2 separate regions of the Mus musculus genome follow, and region 1 is linked to region 2. The links are chromatin contacts, called in public Hi-C maps. All regions are on one chromosome and are shown on one strand. The core of a region is the stretch at or near the end of the contact, and the rest is flanking DNA. Distances in the headings are between cores, read along the strand shown.

Region 1 (6,425 bases), core at 902-3,401, 170 kb before region 2:
TACCCACACAAACATACCCACACACACAGACCACCCCCACAGATACACACACAGAGACATACACACACAGAGACACCACACAGACACACACACACACATAGAGATACACACATACACACACAGACACATACACACACAGACATACACACACACAGACACACACACACAGATACACACACAAACACACACAAAGATACACACAACAGATCCCCCACAAACACACACACACACACAGAGACACATACAGACACACAGAAATACATACACACAGAGACACTCACACACAGACACACACACAGAGTAAGTAAATTAATGCAATGGAAAAATTGTAAAAGCAAAGATGCCTTGCACAGTTGCCAGCCCCAACGCTGTTAGAGGACACAATGATGTCTGATTCCCGGGAGTCTGAGTGCAGGCCTTCCTCACACACCAAATTCTGAATCTTGACACCGAGAACCATGAGAAATAAGTTCCTGTTGTTAATGAGTCATCCAGCCTGAGATGTTTCATTACAGTAGAGTGAATAGATTCAGACACATGTTCTGTGAAGGGCTTGGCTCTTTGACCAAGGCCCTTGAGATCCTTGAAGTGAGGGACCAATGTTAACAGGCATTGGGAGGTGGTAAGAAGATACAGTCAAGCCACTAGCCGCCTTTGACCACAGGGAAGCAGGGAGGTTCAGAAAAGATAAAGGCAGGCAGGGAGGTGTGCCCTAGAGAATGTGGGGTACACAGGGAGGTTTGCCCTAGAGAATGTGGGGTGCACAGGGAGGTGTGCCCTAGAGAATGTGGGGTGCACAGGGAGGTGATGCCCTAGAGAATGTGGGGTACACAGGGAGGTGATGCCCTAGAGAATGTAGAGTGCGCAGGAAGGTGGTACCCTAGAGAATGTGGGGTGCACAGGGAGATGTGCCCTAGAGAATGTGGGGTACACAGGGAGGCAGCAACTCCAGGCAGCCCCTCAGCACAACACAGCAGGCAGCTCACCCCAAGGCAGAGCCTGAGAGAGAGTCCCAGGCCGCTCCCCACTATCCACTTAATCCTCTCCTCAGCCAGGCAAGAAAGGCTTGTTATGTGTATTGATTAGCCAATCAATTCCACCCAGGCCTGTTCCATGCAGACTTTACAGTAGCTTGGCGGGATTTACAGATCAGCAGGAGAGCAGGTGGGAGGGCTCAGCAGAGAAGAAACCTCAAAGGCAGGCTCTCTGAATGTGCCCCGTGATTCACAGGCATACCAGCCAGGGCAGAGTAGGGGCTCAGTGCTTCCTGAGAGCCAAGGAAGGGGGGTCAGCAGCACACATGATCTATGTGTAGTCTAAATGGATCCGAGTGTCAGGAGTCCAGCTGTTTGGGCACTCAGATGAGACAGGAATTCTCCCGGGAGTCTTTATTAAAAAAAAAAAAAAAAAAAAATCAGCCGGCAGCATGGCCTCAGCAGTAACACTGGATCCTTACAATAAATGGGTTTTAAATGCTTCTTATCACAGCACTGGGTCAAAGTGTGTCTCAGGAAATCAATTCTGCAGGCTCTCATACCAGGAAGGAGGACAAGGGATAACTGGGAGGCCTGGCACAGCCTGGAACAACTGGGTCAAGGCAGAGCCTGCTAAGACTGGCCAGAGAGGTTGATGGCCTCCGACTGAAGCTCCCAGAGTGCAGAGCAGATAGAGTGGAATCCTGAGGGCTTTGGGAGAGATGGGGAGGTAACCCCCCTTAGGAAGCCCAGACTGGCCCTGGCCAGTCAGTCCACAGCAGGAACCTTCTTTCCTGTTTAAATGACCAACTGGAACAGTTTACAAACCCAGAAGAGATGGTATGAAGGCCATCAGGAATGGCAAGTGTTGGTCAGTCTCAAAAAAAAAAAAAAAATAGATGAAGATTGCTGACATCAAAGGAAGCAATGGGAAGATTTCTGGGTTCAACTGTCTCTGCCGCGCACCAGCCATGGGCCCAGAGAACCCAAGAGGGCTTTGTGGGATGGACGTTGTCTGTCATGCAAGACCTGGTGAGATCCCAGGAGTGCACAGCTTAACCTTTAAACCTCATTTCCATTTGTCTGTATTATGGAAGCGGGGCTTTTGTCCCTCCTTTCCCCACACGGCATCACAGTTGTTCCCAGAGTGGCCACTAGGGTGTGCCAGAAGCCTTCCCTGTATTTGCTATACAGCTGCTACGGTCTCACTTTTTGCTACATTTGACTTGCCCCGTGACACTTCTGTGGTCTTTTGTCACCACTCACGTCAACCCCCCCCCCCCCCAGCTAAAGTTGCTCATCTCTGCTTGCACGTGGCCTGTTGGAGATCCTCTCAGCACAGCCTGGGCCTTTCCCAGCCCTCATCCTTCTGTGCTTCACAAACTCAGGGCACCCAACCTTTCTCCATGGTGTTTCACAGGTCCCTCAAAACGAGTCCCTCATCACTGGCTGGGAGGATAACAGAGCCTGACCAAAGGAAGAGGTTTCTGATAAGGGGGTCAGAGGGGCCAGCAAATGCTGGAGAGTCAAGGTATAACGGAAAACACCCACAGTGTATGTCCCTGGTGAGGCATTCAGCAAGAGCTGGCTGGGTCACATACATTATGGGGCATTGGGCATCATGAACCTAAAACCCTTCTGCTTTCTTATCTCTGTCTACACACCTTTCCCCTAGTTTCCAACTGTTCCTTCACCTACACATTCCAGTATATGCACGAGCGGGGGCAGGCAGGCGTGCGGGGACACACACACACACACACACACACGCAAGCCTCCTGTTCAGCACCAATTCAAAATAGCAAATACAAGCATATTGGGTTTGCGTATGAATATTTAATTACCACCCATCTCTCCCTAATCCACCAATGGCAGACATCGCTCTTGCTCCCAGAGTATCCTGAAGTTGGCGCACTCACTGCAAAGGCAATGTAACCATAACTGAACGGAACCAATGAGGATACTCAGTGACCCTCCCACGTCCTGGCCGGAGCGAGGGATCAGCACAAGGACGCAGCTCCAGGGATGCAGACACGGGGCAGGTAGGAGTCTCTGCACTCCTGGAGCCCGCAGTCTCTGTTCTGATCTGTCATGCAGATCAGATGCCTCCTAAAAGTCAAAGCAGCACAGAACAAGAAACTGGTCTTGTGGATGATGTCATCTTGACTCTGTTCTTCCCTTCCCATATCTAGATGGAACACTGTGCGCCTAGCAAGGGATCTGGGCAGCCACTGAGGAAGGTAAGAGTCTATCCTGGGAAGCCCCAGAGAAGGGGATCTGTTCTAAGAAATATGGTATGAGTTCTATAGGCAGAGACTCCCCAGGTTATCCTGTATCCCACCCCTAAGGTCCTAGGACTCTGAGGAGGCAGCTTTCCACCCCCAGTCATCCCCCACTGGGTATGGGAGCCCTTCTGCCCATCCCTGACTTAGGCACTGTCCCCAAGTGCCTGTTACAGCCATACTCCACACTCTGACAAGCAGGGGAGCGAAGGTCGGGACCCCATGTTCTTACTGCAAATCCCCATTAGCTCCAACCTCTAACTGGTCTCAGCAGGCACACTGCCTCTGAGGGGATTAGTGGGGCCCTGTTGGGGCAAGGCATTGGGCATCAGCCAAGGTTTCACTGAGCTCTGGGCTCTGACATGGATCTGCTGCCCCACTGCAAAGCTCTTTATTTTGTGGCTCTTCAAGCCGCAGGGGGCTTCAGCACAGTACAGCGTTCCAGCGCACTTTATCCGTGGCTTTCTGGTCATCAGACTGTAGACCTGGGCCTGGAGTACAGCGAGCCAGCCCTGCACGCACTGAGCTCCTTGGGCACGTATTTGATCCCTGGAGTGTGTAGGGGGTTGATTAGCCTCTTCTTCAGAAAGCACAAGTGGCGGTTGTGGTCGGAGCAGAGGAATGGGAGCCCTCAGCCAACACTGCTATTAGGTCATTGTCTTTGGGGCTCTGTGAGAACATGGAGCCTGGGGTTTGGGAATCCTACTAGTTTGAGCTGGTCTCCAGTCAAGGTCCACAGGAAATTCCCCCGTGTCTATGAGTGTGTGCCACTCACTCAGACTGCCACAGGTGGCTACTGTCCTGCATGACATTATCTCACACTGTTAGGTAGAGGGGATCAACTACCATGAACCCAGAGGAATGGCTACGCAGGCCACCCCTGGTACCTGCGCCAGTACCTTTTTGTTACTAGACAGGTAGATTTTCGCCTTGAGCAAGGTCTATAGCAAACTAGAGCATATTAAAGTTAGAGGGCTTCATCCGGCAGAGAAGTACGAATGCTTTGATGTCCCCACCTAGTGCTGAAGCAGACTGAAGCTACTGTGCCCAGACGTCACTTCAAAGCAGCGGGGTTCCAGCACCTCTGCTTTAGTGAGGGAGAAAGAAAAACAGCTCCTGACTTCTCTCCTGAGGCACAGGCTGCATGCAGGAAGGGGGGGGGGGATCTGCAGAGGTGGGTGTAACCACCTCCTTCACTTACTCTGCAGGCCTTTTCTGCAATGCAGCTGGGGTTGGGGGCAGGGGAGACACAGCCCAGCTCTGTTTAGCACAAGTCCACCTTTGGGTGTCTGGAGGTGCCCGCTACACACTCACTGTTTGCCAAGGAACTTGTTCTTACAGAGAGAGGGAGCCCCAGCCTATAATCTATAGTCATGGGGCTTACAACCGCCAAGTTCCTGGGGCAGTCTGGACATCACCACCATAGAGTGGCTGCTTTGAGTCTTTCTTCTTGTCCCCTCCTGTTTTCTGAGGGCCCAAGGGGCCCAGACACTGCCATCAGCAGAAACCTCCCTGCCTGCCCACCTGGGGCCACCAGCTCTCCTGTGCAGCTTTCAAGCACCCACCCCACCCAACCATTCATTCTGCAAAAACCTCACCAAACAAAAGACTAAGTGGCCTGGCTTGTTATACCGTAAACCATCCTGTGATACTGACTTGACCTTGGGTTGTTTGCTGGGCAGCTGTGAACATCAACTTCCACAAAAGAAACACCCCCAAAGAGATCTCCCCCGCAAGCAGCCTTCTCTCATAAGCTAACTGGCTCCGCCAAGGCAAGGAAGCTTTGAGGTTGGAGTCCCACTCAAATGAAGGATACCCAGGACACAAAACCATTCCATCTTATAATTCTGTGGACAGTCAGAAAGTGGCAAGCGTGGTTCCCAACCATGTGGTGAGAACACAGTACCAGATGTTGAGAGTGGCTGATAAGGTGGCCGAGAGGGAAAGGCTGAACTGGGAAGTGGGTACCATGGTCAGCAGCACTGGACTCTGGGGTGCACTTCCCAGGGTTTCTGGTATCAAACTCCATAGTTGGGTGCCACAGCTCCTGCGCTGGGCTCCAGAGACGTGACCTCCCAGTCACACGGGAGGACGGGAACGTGGCACTGGAGCACACAGACCTCAGAAAGTCAGGCCAAGGGAAGGGAGGTTGGGACTGAGTATGGGACCCTCTGGCAGAAGTCTGGTTGCCTTTCTTACCGTGTTTCAGGAAGGAATGAAGATGGCCCCCGGGTTGTGTTATAAAGTAAGAGGAAATCAGAGGAAAAGCTTTAAAAATGAAGACAGGGTAAGCTATCAAATAAGAGAACACAGGCCAGACGTGGAGGTACACACCTTTGACTCCAGCACTTGGGAAGCAGAGGCAGGTGCAGCTCTGTAAGTTTGAGGCTAGCCTGGACTATATAGCCAGATCCAGGGCAAGGCTATATAGTAAGACCCTGTCTCCAAAGGGGTGGGGACACCTGCTCTGCATGGGCCCTGGGGTTGTTATAGCGGGTTCCTCGAGTGAGGCCAAGCATTGGCTGATTCTGAGGCTAAGCTAGGAGTATGTCCTTCCATCCATCTGTCTGTTGCCCCACCCCACCCCCACCGTGCAGTCTCCACAAAGAGAAGGCTGTAATGAGGAAGAGCAAGGCTCTCTCTCACCTGTATCCTCAGAGGAGGCTGAGGATACAGGTCACCTCTCCAAGGCCAAGTCACAGATAAGCCAGTCAAGGGACCAACACTTTTCTTTGTTGTCTTTAACATTGATTTGTTGTTGTTTGTTTGTTTGTTTTTGGTGTTTTGTTTCATTGTTTTGTTTAACATTGTTAAACAACAAGAGCTGTTCCCTTGGTCATGTGGCCTAGGGACTCTGGTTGCTTGTCCTGGCTCCCTACAGCTACAGTGGGTAAGCCGGAGACAGGTTCCCCTAAGTCCAAACACCAAGAGCTGGGGCAGAGAGCAACAAAGCCGGGTCTTCAATACTGTGAGAAACTCAAGCCAGGAGACTCCCAGAGAGTTAAAGAAATCAGTCAGTTTGACGAATCGATCTTTGGACAAATCGGCCAATCCATGAATTGCCTTCGGCAAATTGGCTTTTAGCAAAATGACATTTGGTAGATTGTTCTGTTTCTGACACAGCGATGCTTTTACAGGGCAATTATGCGCACAGTCCCAGCCTGGCACCAGG
Region 2 (7,348 bases), core at 879-3,378:
CAAGGATAACTTGTAGGAATCGTTTCTTTCTTTTCCACCAAGGGTCCTGAGGACTGGACTCAGGTGGCCAATCTCGGTGGAAAGCATTCTTTTCCTCTGCGGCATCTTACAGGCTACCCAACTCTTCTTTTAAACTGTTTAAATGTGTATGAATGTTTCGCCTGCATGTATGCCTATGTCACTGTGCACATGGAGGCCAGAAGAGGGTGTTAGTATCCTCTGGATGTGGAGTTAGTTACCAATCTTTGTGAGCCTCTGGGAGTACTGAGAACCAAGCCCCGGTCTTTCAGAAGAGCAGCCAGTGCTCTTTAGTCGTGAACTCTTAAGTCTTATTATTTACTTACTTCTGAATTCAGTCTCACCATTTTGTCTCACACTAATCTAGAACTCATGGATTTGAGCAATCTTCCCAACTCTGCCTCTCCAGCCAAGTGTAAGCCCTGGCTGCTGCACTCAGCTCCTGCTCAGGACTAGAAAGTAGCTGCCTGAACACTGTCAGACTCTTCACTGGCCTTGGTGTGTCTGTTCCTAAATGCTTTATGACTAGGGTTTTTTTGGTTTTTTTGTTTTGTTTTGTTTTTGTTTTTTGGTTTTTCGAGACAGGGTTTCTCTGTATAGCCCTGGCTGTCCTGGAACTCACTTTGTAGACCAGGCTGGCCTCGAACTCAGAAATCTGTCTGCCTCTGCCTCCTGAGTGCTGGGATTAAAGGTGTGCGCCACCATGCCCGGCACTATGACTAGTTTTAAAGCAACTTTATATTACACAATTTACACGTTACAAATTCACTTATTTTAAGTTCTCTCTCTCTCTCTCTCTCTCTCTCTCTCTGTGTGTGTGTGTGTGTGTGTGTGTGTGTGTAATAGAAACTAGGCCACAGAGTTCTGTGTATCAGGCTGGCCTCAAATTTGCTATTTGGCCAGGAATAATTTTGAACTTGTGATCCTCCTGCCTCTGCCTTCCTAGTGTTGGGATTACAGATGTGTGTCACCACCCAGGGGTCTGTTGAAGTCCATTTGAAAATGATCATCATCAGCCAGGCGTGGTGAGTTCCAAGACAGGCAGGGCTATACAGAGAAACCCTGTCTTGAAAACAAAGAAAGAAAGAAAGAAAGAAAGAAAGAAAGAAAGAAAGAAAGAAAGAAAGCGGTCATCAAATTACTGTTCGCTCAGAAGGAAAGCATTCCTGCCATGTGCAAGGCCCTGGATGTAATCCCCAACCCTTCCAAAAAAAATCATTAAATAAACACACTTGACCTAGTGGTTCCCAACCTGTAAGCAAGAGGATAAAGAGTTCAAGGTTATCCTCAGCTACACAGCCAATCCAAGAGCATACTCAAGGCCCTTTCACAAAATAAATAAATATTAAAAAAAAAAACTAATAAAGGTTTGGTTAACCATTAATTCAACAATGCTATCTGGAACAGTTAAGATGGCCGAGGCTCTGTTTTCATATAACCAGCTCACCACTGCTACCCTTTCTAGATGACTAGTCTTCATTTGACTACTGAATTTCGTTAACACGCATTCACTTGCCATATTACAGTTCCTTGCAAAGAGCCAGTAGTCAACGCAGCCCCTAAATGCCCTGGAACCCAAGCCAAAAAACCACGAAATCTGTGGCCGGTTTGCGTTCCAGCTCAGCCATCCACATCAGACAAGGTCTCCATCCTCCTTTCCATCTTTGGCAACAACCTTTTCCTAATCGTCACTCCGAGTCCAAACCTCACTCCCTCTCCTTTCCAGCCTCCTCTGACTCTGTCACCCAAACCTTTAAAAAAAAAAAAAAAAAAAAAAAAAAAAAAAAAAAAAAAAAAAAAAAAGCCACCGCCTAAACCAAACCACTTGACGTGCTGAGGGGAGTGTGTGGAGGTGTAAGTGTGTGGAAGTGACTGTGTGTGGAAGAAACCAATCGAGTCCCCCAAGGTGTCCATCTTGTGGAATGCCAATTAGGCCCGGCTGAGCGAACCAGAATCAACTTCCCAGTGCATCCCCGCACACAGTAGGCACGCCGATGAGGCTCGGGGGCAGCCAGGCTCTACTCTGTGCCCTGGCCCTACAGGCTCACTACTGCCAAGGAGACAGCACCCCCCGGCCGCGCACGGTGGTAGGAGCCACGCGACGTCACCCATTGTTTACAAATCAACCCAAGCCGGCAGCGTTCCGGCTCCCGCGGCTCTAAGGCGCGCGGTGCCACTGCCCGGTGGTCCCTGCCTAGCCCGGCTTGGGCCTCCGCCTCGCTCCCGCCCCAGCCGCGGCTCGCCGAGCCCGCGGCCAACCGAGCTGCCAGCGACGCCCGCACAGCCGCGGGGGCCCGGGCGGGGGGCCATGCCTTGCCGGAGGGAGGAGGAGGAGGAAGCCGGCGACGAGGCGGAGGGGGAGGAGGACGACGACAGCTTCCTCCTGCTGCAGCAGTCGGTGACTCTGGGTGGCTCGACCGACGTGGACCAGCTCATCGTCCAGATCGGCGAGACGCTGCAGCTGGACGCAGCGCACGATCGCCCGGCCTCGCCGTGTGCCGCCCCGGGTCCCCCGCCCCCGCAGGTCCTGGCGGCGCTGCCGGCGGACAAGACCGGGACCCCAGCTAGGAGGCTGCTGCGGCCGACGGGGTCAGCGGAGACCGGGAACCCTGCGCCCCCGGGGGCCGTGCGCTGCGTGCTAGGGGAGCGCGGGCGCGTGCGGGGACGGTCGGCGCCCTACTGCGTGGCGGAGATCTCCCCCGGCGCCAGCGCGCTGCCCCAGCAGCCGGGCCTTGACGGACCCCCGGGGACCGGCAAACTAAGCACCCCGCAGCCACTGTCGGGCCCGTGCCGCCGGGGTTGGCTCCGGAACGCAGCCGCGTCCCGCCGCTTGCAACAGCGACGCGGATCTCAGCCGGAGACCCGCACTGGCGACGACGACGACCCGCACCGGCTCCTGCAGCAGCTCGTGCTCTCGGGAAACCTCATCAAGGAGGCGGTGCGCAGACTTCATTCGCGACAGCTACAGTTACACGCAAAGCTTCCCGCACACCCGTTCCTCGGGCCTCTGTCAGCCCCAGTGCATGAGCCGCCTTCGCCCGGGAGCCCTCGCGCGGCCTGCAGCGACCCTGGCGCTTTCATGGGGAGGGCGCAGCTCAGAACTGGGGACGACCTTCTTGTCCCTGGCAGCTAACAACCTAAGTGGCCACAGCACCAGCCTGTAGCCGGGGACCAAGGGATTTACCCAGGGCTTCACCCAGCCGGAGCTGGTGGTGGACTCGAGCATTATTTGGAAACGGGAAAATAAGCTAAGGAAGACAGCCGAAATATCGCAGATATTTTCATGGGTAACTGAAATTGAAAGCCCCGAACTGTTTGAAACCCAGGACTTAGGTTTGTTTAAAGCAGAATCTACAGAGCGCACCGCAGGCTGTCAGCAGGGCTCCTTTTTTTTTTTTTTTTTTTTTTTTTTTTGGCGTGATTCAACCTGGTCGCTGCAATTCCACGCAGACTCTCCTGGCCAAGCGGGGACCACGTGGCCACGGTGCATGCTCTCAGGATCGGCTCAGCCTGCTATGGAACGAAGGACGATGATCCCCATTACTTGCTGTACTTTTTCAGGGCTGGTTCCTGATCCATTTTCGGGGAGGGGGAAACAAGAGTGGACTTAATTTCGGGGGGCGCCCCCCCTCCAAAATGCCACACTTGAACATTTAACGACAGTTAAAAGACCATCTCATCATCCTTTGCGGTGCTGGTTTCAATGTAAAACATGCGGTACAACGAGAGGACCCTCTTGGGGCTGAATAGAAGTAACCGTTTTTTTGTCCGTTCCCTTTTTCTTTCAAAGGGTTGCTGTTAGCAGAGTGTTGAGGGAAAGCTGCACCCCATGAGTGTAAGGTGGAGACAGCAGTGAGCTGTGTTGGGTAATGGAAGGGTATGGCGAAGCAAGGAGTGACCCCCTCCTGCCTTCGTAAAGTGTGTTTTTAAAGGAGACCCATCCCTTTGGGGGTTCAAGGTCACTGTTTCCTGGGTGTGCACCGTGTAGTGGGACTCCAACACGGAGACAACCGAATGGCCTTGCTAGGAAGAGAGCACACTGTTTTGCAAATGCAAGAGTCCCCTAAGGACGCTCCCGCCACATCCCAGAGGAGGTGGGGATGGCGAGTGCTGAGTGTGCTTCCCGTCCGAGGCCACCGCCCCTGCCCCTCCACCTGGCTTGCAGACAAACTGCCTTGAGACAGTGACCGAGTACCACCTTTCCCCCTTGGTTCTGCTGCCCTACTCAAGCAGGGTGGCGCTGATGATGCTAGGGGCCAGGGTAGGGGATTGGGGAGATTCCACATAATGGGCACTCCAGGGACACAGCTTGGGACACAGTCTCACACAGCCTCTTCTAATGGGCTCTCGGGGCCATTTGTAATAACAGCTGCAGTTCCCTGGATAGACAGAGTTGATTTCCTCCTGACCCTCCCCCAGCTGTGCCAGCTGGCCTTTGTAAGGGAAGGAACCCTAGTAGAAAATGTGACCCTCCAAATGGGAAAGCTGCAGGTTTTTCTGCTATTGTGACTGTGAAGTGCTTGGAAACACTGTTCACTCTGAGCGACCATTTCGTTTTAGTTTTCTGGAGTCAATGGCTTGTTCAGCATCCAGATGTGGCTGTTGACATATCTACACTTCGCACCGGAGTGACTGGAATTGTGGCTGTCCTGATTATAGGATTTTAACTGAAATAACTGTTTTTGAATAAATGTGTTGGGTTCCCCTCACACACACCCCCACACCCCGGCTTTTATTTTGTACTTGCCTCCAGTGCGAAAGATGAACAGAACACATTTCTCTGATCTCCATAAACATGAAAACACTTGAAATCTCTGTCGGCTTGGCTCGAGGCTGGTAATTAGAGGCCTTTGTGTCTGAGCAGCTCAGTAGTTAGATGAGGTCTGTGCAGCTGGGTGTGTGTCGGTGCTGGCATGAAATTAAATGAAACTGAGGTCAGGTTTTGGACCAATCCCATTCAGCAACCTCAGAGCCTTTTGGGTGCCGGGGAGGACATCAGAGCAGTCTGGGAGGCTAACTGCTCCACCTACGTGGACCCAGCTCTTCTGGCACCCCTTATCCCCCCCAGCCCCGTGCGCCCACCTCTTCTGGTGCCCTAATGGGGTTGTTGACCAGGTGCTACCCAAGATATAAACCCAGTGGTAGGAACACTGGTTGAGATCTTATCAAATGACACCTCCCTCCTTGTCCTTAGTACATTTGCTACCATCCTGTCCTGGCGATGACACGATCGCCCCGTTCTGCCCTTTTCTGAAATGCTGCAATCTGTTCCCTTAAGGAAGGAGCTGAGTTAGATATAACAAAGGCTGAAGTGGAGCAGGGACCTTGGAGAAGTATTGGGGACTCCGTGGCTTTTCCATTTCCTCTCCTGTGCCACACGGACAGTGAGATACAGCCTGCATGGTGGCAGCACAGAATGGTTGGTAGTCCCTAGCCCTTCCTTTCCAGAACTGGCTCTAAGTAGCCAGGTGACTGGGGGGGGGGGGTCCTTGATTTTTCATTCAATGGAAACCCACTCGTTGGAAGCATTGTCTGTCTTGTGTATTAGATGTCAATTCTTCTGATTCGATGTACCATTGTAGCTTATATCCATCAGACACAGAGGGGCAGCTTCTGAATATATCAAGCAGATTATGTCCCATGAGCCATGATGGGGGACAATTATGGGGACTCACAGACAAGGAAGGAGCCTCTGTAGTGCGGTGCTGAGATTGTGTGGATGGTGGTCCGAGGTTCTGGTGTGGGCATAGCCCTGAGTTTTTAGTTATGGAGGAACTTCTCAGAGGTCTAAGTCTAAGCAATCCAGGGCCTTCTCTCCATCACCAAGCTATCCATGATCGAATGCTAAGGCACTGAAGAACCAGATCTCTTGGAAGCATGGTAGTTCATGTTTATATTCCAGTACTTGGGGAGCTGAGACGGAAGGATTGGTACAAGTTCCAGGCCAGCCTAGGCTATAGAATGAGAACATATCTATAACAGCCAGAGCTCACCCCTACAGGCCTCCCTGTAAAGATGAAACAAACCAGGCTTGGTACGTGCTCATAATCCCAGGCACAGACAGGAGCATCAGGAATTCAGGGTCATCCTTAGTTACATACTAGAGCCAGCTTGGGCAACATAAGACCCTTGCTTTCTAAAGGTAGGTGTCAAACTAATAGATACTATGCATAGAGATAGTATGTAGTTGAAATACAGTATAGTTCTGAAAATCTTTCTATAAAAATCCTGCCAAGACCTGAGGACCTAACAGTAGTCAAGCTCCTACCTAGAATATATACATGGCCCAGAATTACACACACACACACACACACACACACACACACACACACACAGAGAGAGAGAGAGAGAGAGAGAGAGAGAGGGAGAGAGGGAGAGAGAGAGAGAGAGAGCCACAGTAAGCATAGTGGCATGCATTTAGTTCCAACTCCTCCGGAGGCTGAAGCAGAAAGGGGTGGGTCAGCCCTGGGGTTTGGTTTTTGGTTTTTGGTTTTTGGTTTTTTGGTTTTTTGAGACAGGGTTTCACTGTGTAGCCCTGGCTGTCCTGGAACTCACTTTATAGACCAGGCTGGCCTCGAACTCAGAAATTTGCCTGCCTCTGCCTCCTGAATGCTGGGATTAAAGGTGTGCGCCACCACGCCCAGCTTGTTTGTATTTTTTAAGATTTATTTTATTTGATATGGATAAGTATTTGACCAAATGTATCCATGTGTACCATATCCATGCCCATTGCTCTCAGAGGTCAAAACCAGGGTTCGGATCCCCTGAAACTGGAATTATAGATGGTTATGAGCAACCATATAGCCACTGACAACTGATCTCGGGTCCTCTGTAAGTGCAACCATTGTTCCTAGCCACTGAGACATCTCTCCAGTCCTTAGCCCTGGAGTTTGAAACCAGCCTGGGCAATATGGCAAGATGCAGCCCATTTCTTTCTCTCCATTCTAAGATACTTCAAGGAGCACTTATACTTAATAAAAGGTAAGTAAATAAAAGTGAAAAATCTTGCTGACTTTTACTACTCACTCTTACACCCTTTTTTAGAATAGAATAAGTCAGAATTTATATCAATGATTGATGTTATTAGAACTGCATGTGTTTGCGAGAACTCAGGCCAGTGGGTTGAACGACAGAGTTCCATGAAAACTGAGAAAGATATACCCAACTGTCTTAAACCATTCCATAGATGCTCTATAGCCAAAGAACATAGGCAGGACGGAGTGATTCTCTGAAGTCAGTGGTGAAATCTATCAGTCTCGAAGCCAGATTTTTTTAGGGCTCCCAGTTCAGGCCTCTTTCCAAGTGCTCCATACCATTATAAAAGGTCCAA

The links. A called contact is a pair of places that touch in the nucleus more often than the background predicts.
Region 1: a Hi-C map of bone marrow-derived macrophages shows a contact between it and region 2, with 32 read pairs. The contact joins the enhancer-like site here to the promoter of Frat1 in region 2. A contact is called at or near these places in 2 of 484 Hi-C or Micro-C datasets (bone marrow-derived macrophages and embryonic stem cells) and 7 of 115 datasets of contacts at active chromatin or transcription factors (bone marrow-derived macrophages, embryonic forebrain, embryonic hindbrain and 3 more).

What each region holds. Positions count from the first base shown.
Region 1 is chr19:41,654,045-41,660,469 of GRCm38.p6, forward strand. The region is part of intron 4 of Slit1 (slit guidance ligand 1); the gene reads right to left. Among named protein-coding and RNA genes, the nearest start is that of Gm34116, 34 kb to the right of the region's middle. Within about 2 kb of position 2,152, at least 21 of the 459 cell types and tissues checked have an H3K27ac peak or open chromatin away from gene starts, as enhancers often do. A contact at or near this core is called in bone marrow-derived macrophages, where this site is marked.
Region 2 is chr19:41,827,842-41,835,189 of GRCm38.p6, forward strand. It overlaps Frat1 (frequently rearranged in advanced T cell lymphomas), which reads left to right and starts at 2,129. Exons shown (of 1, transcript NM_008043.3): 1 at 2,129-4,742. The coding sequence starts at 2,327. The coding sequence ends at 3,151.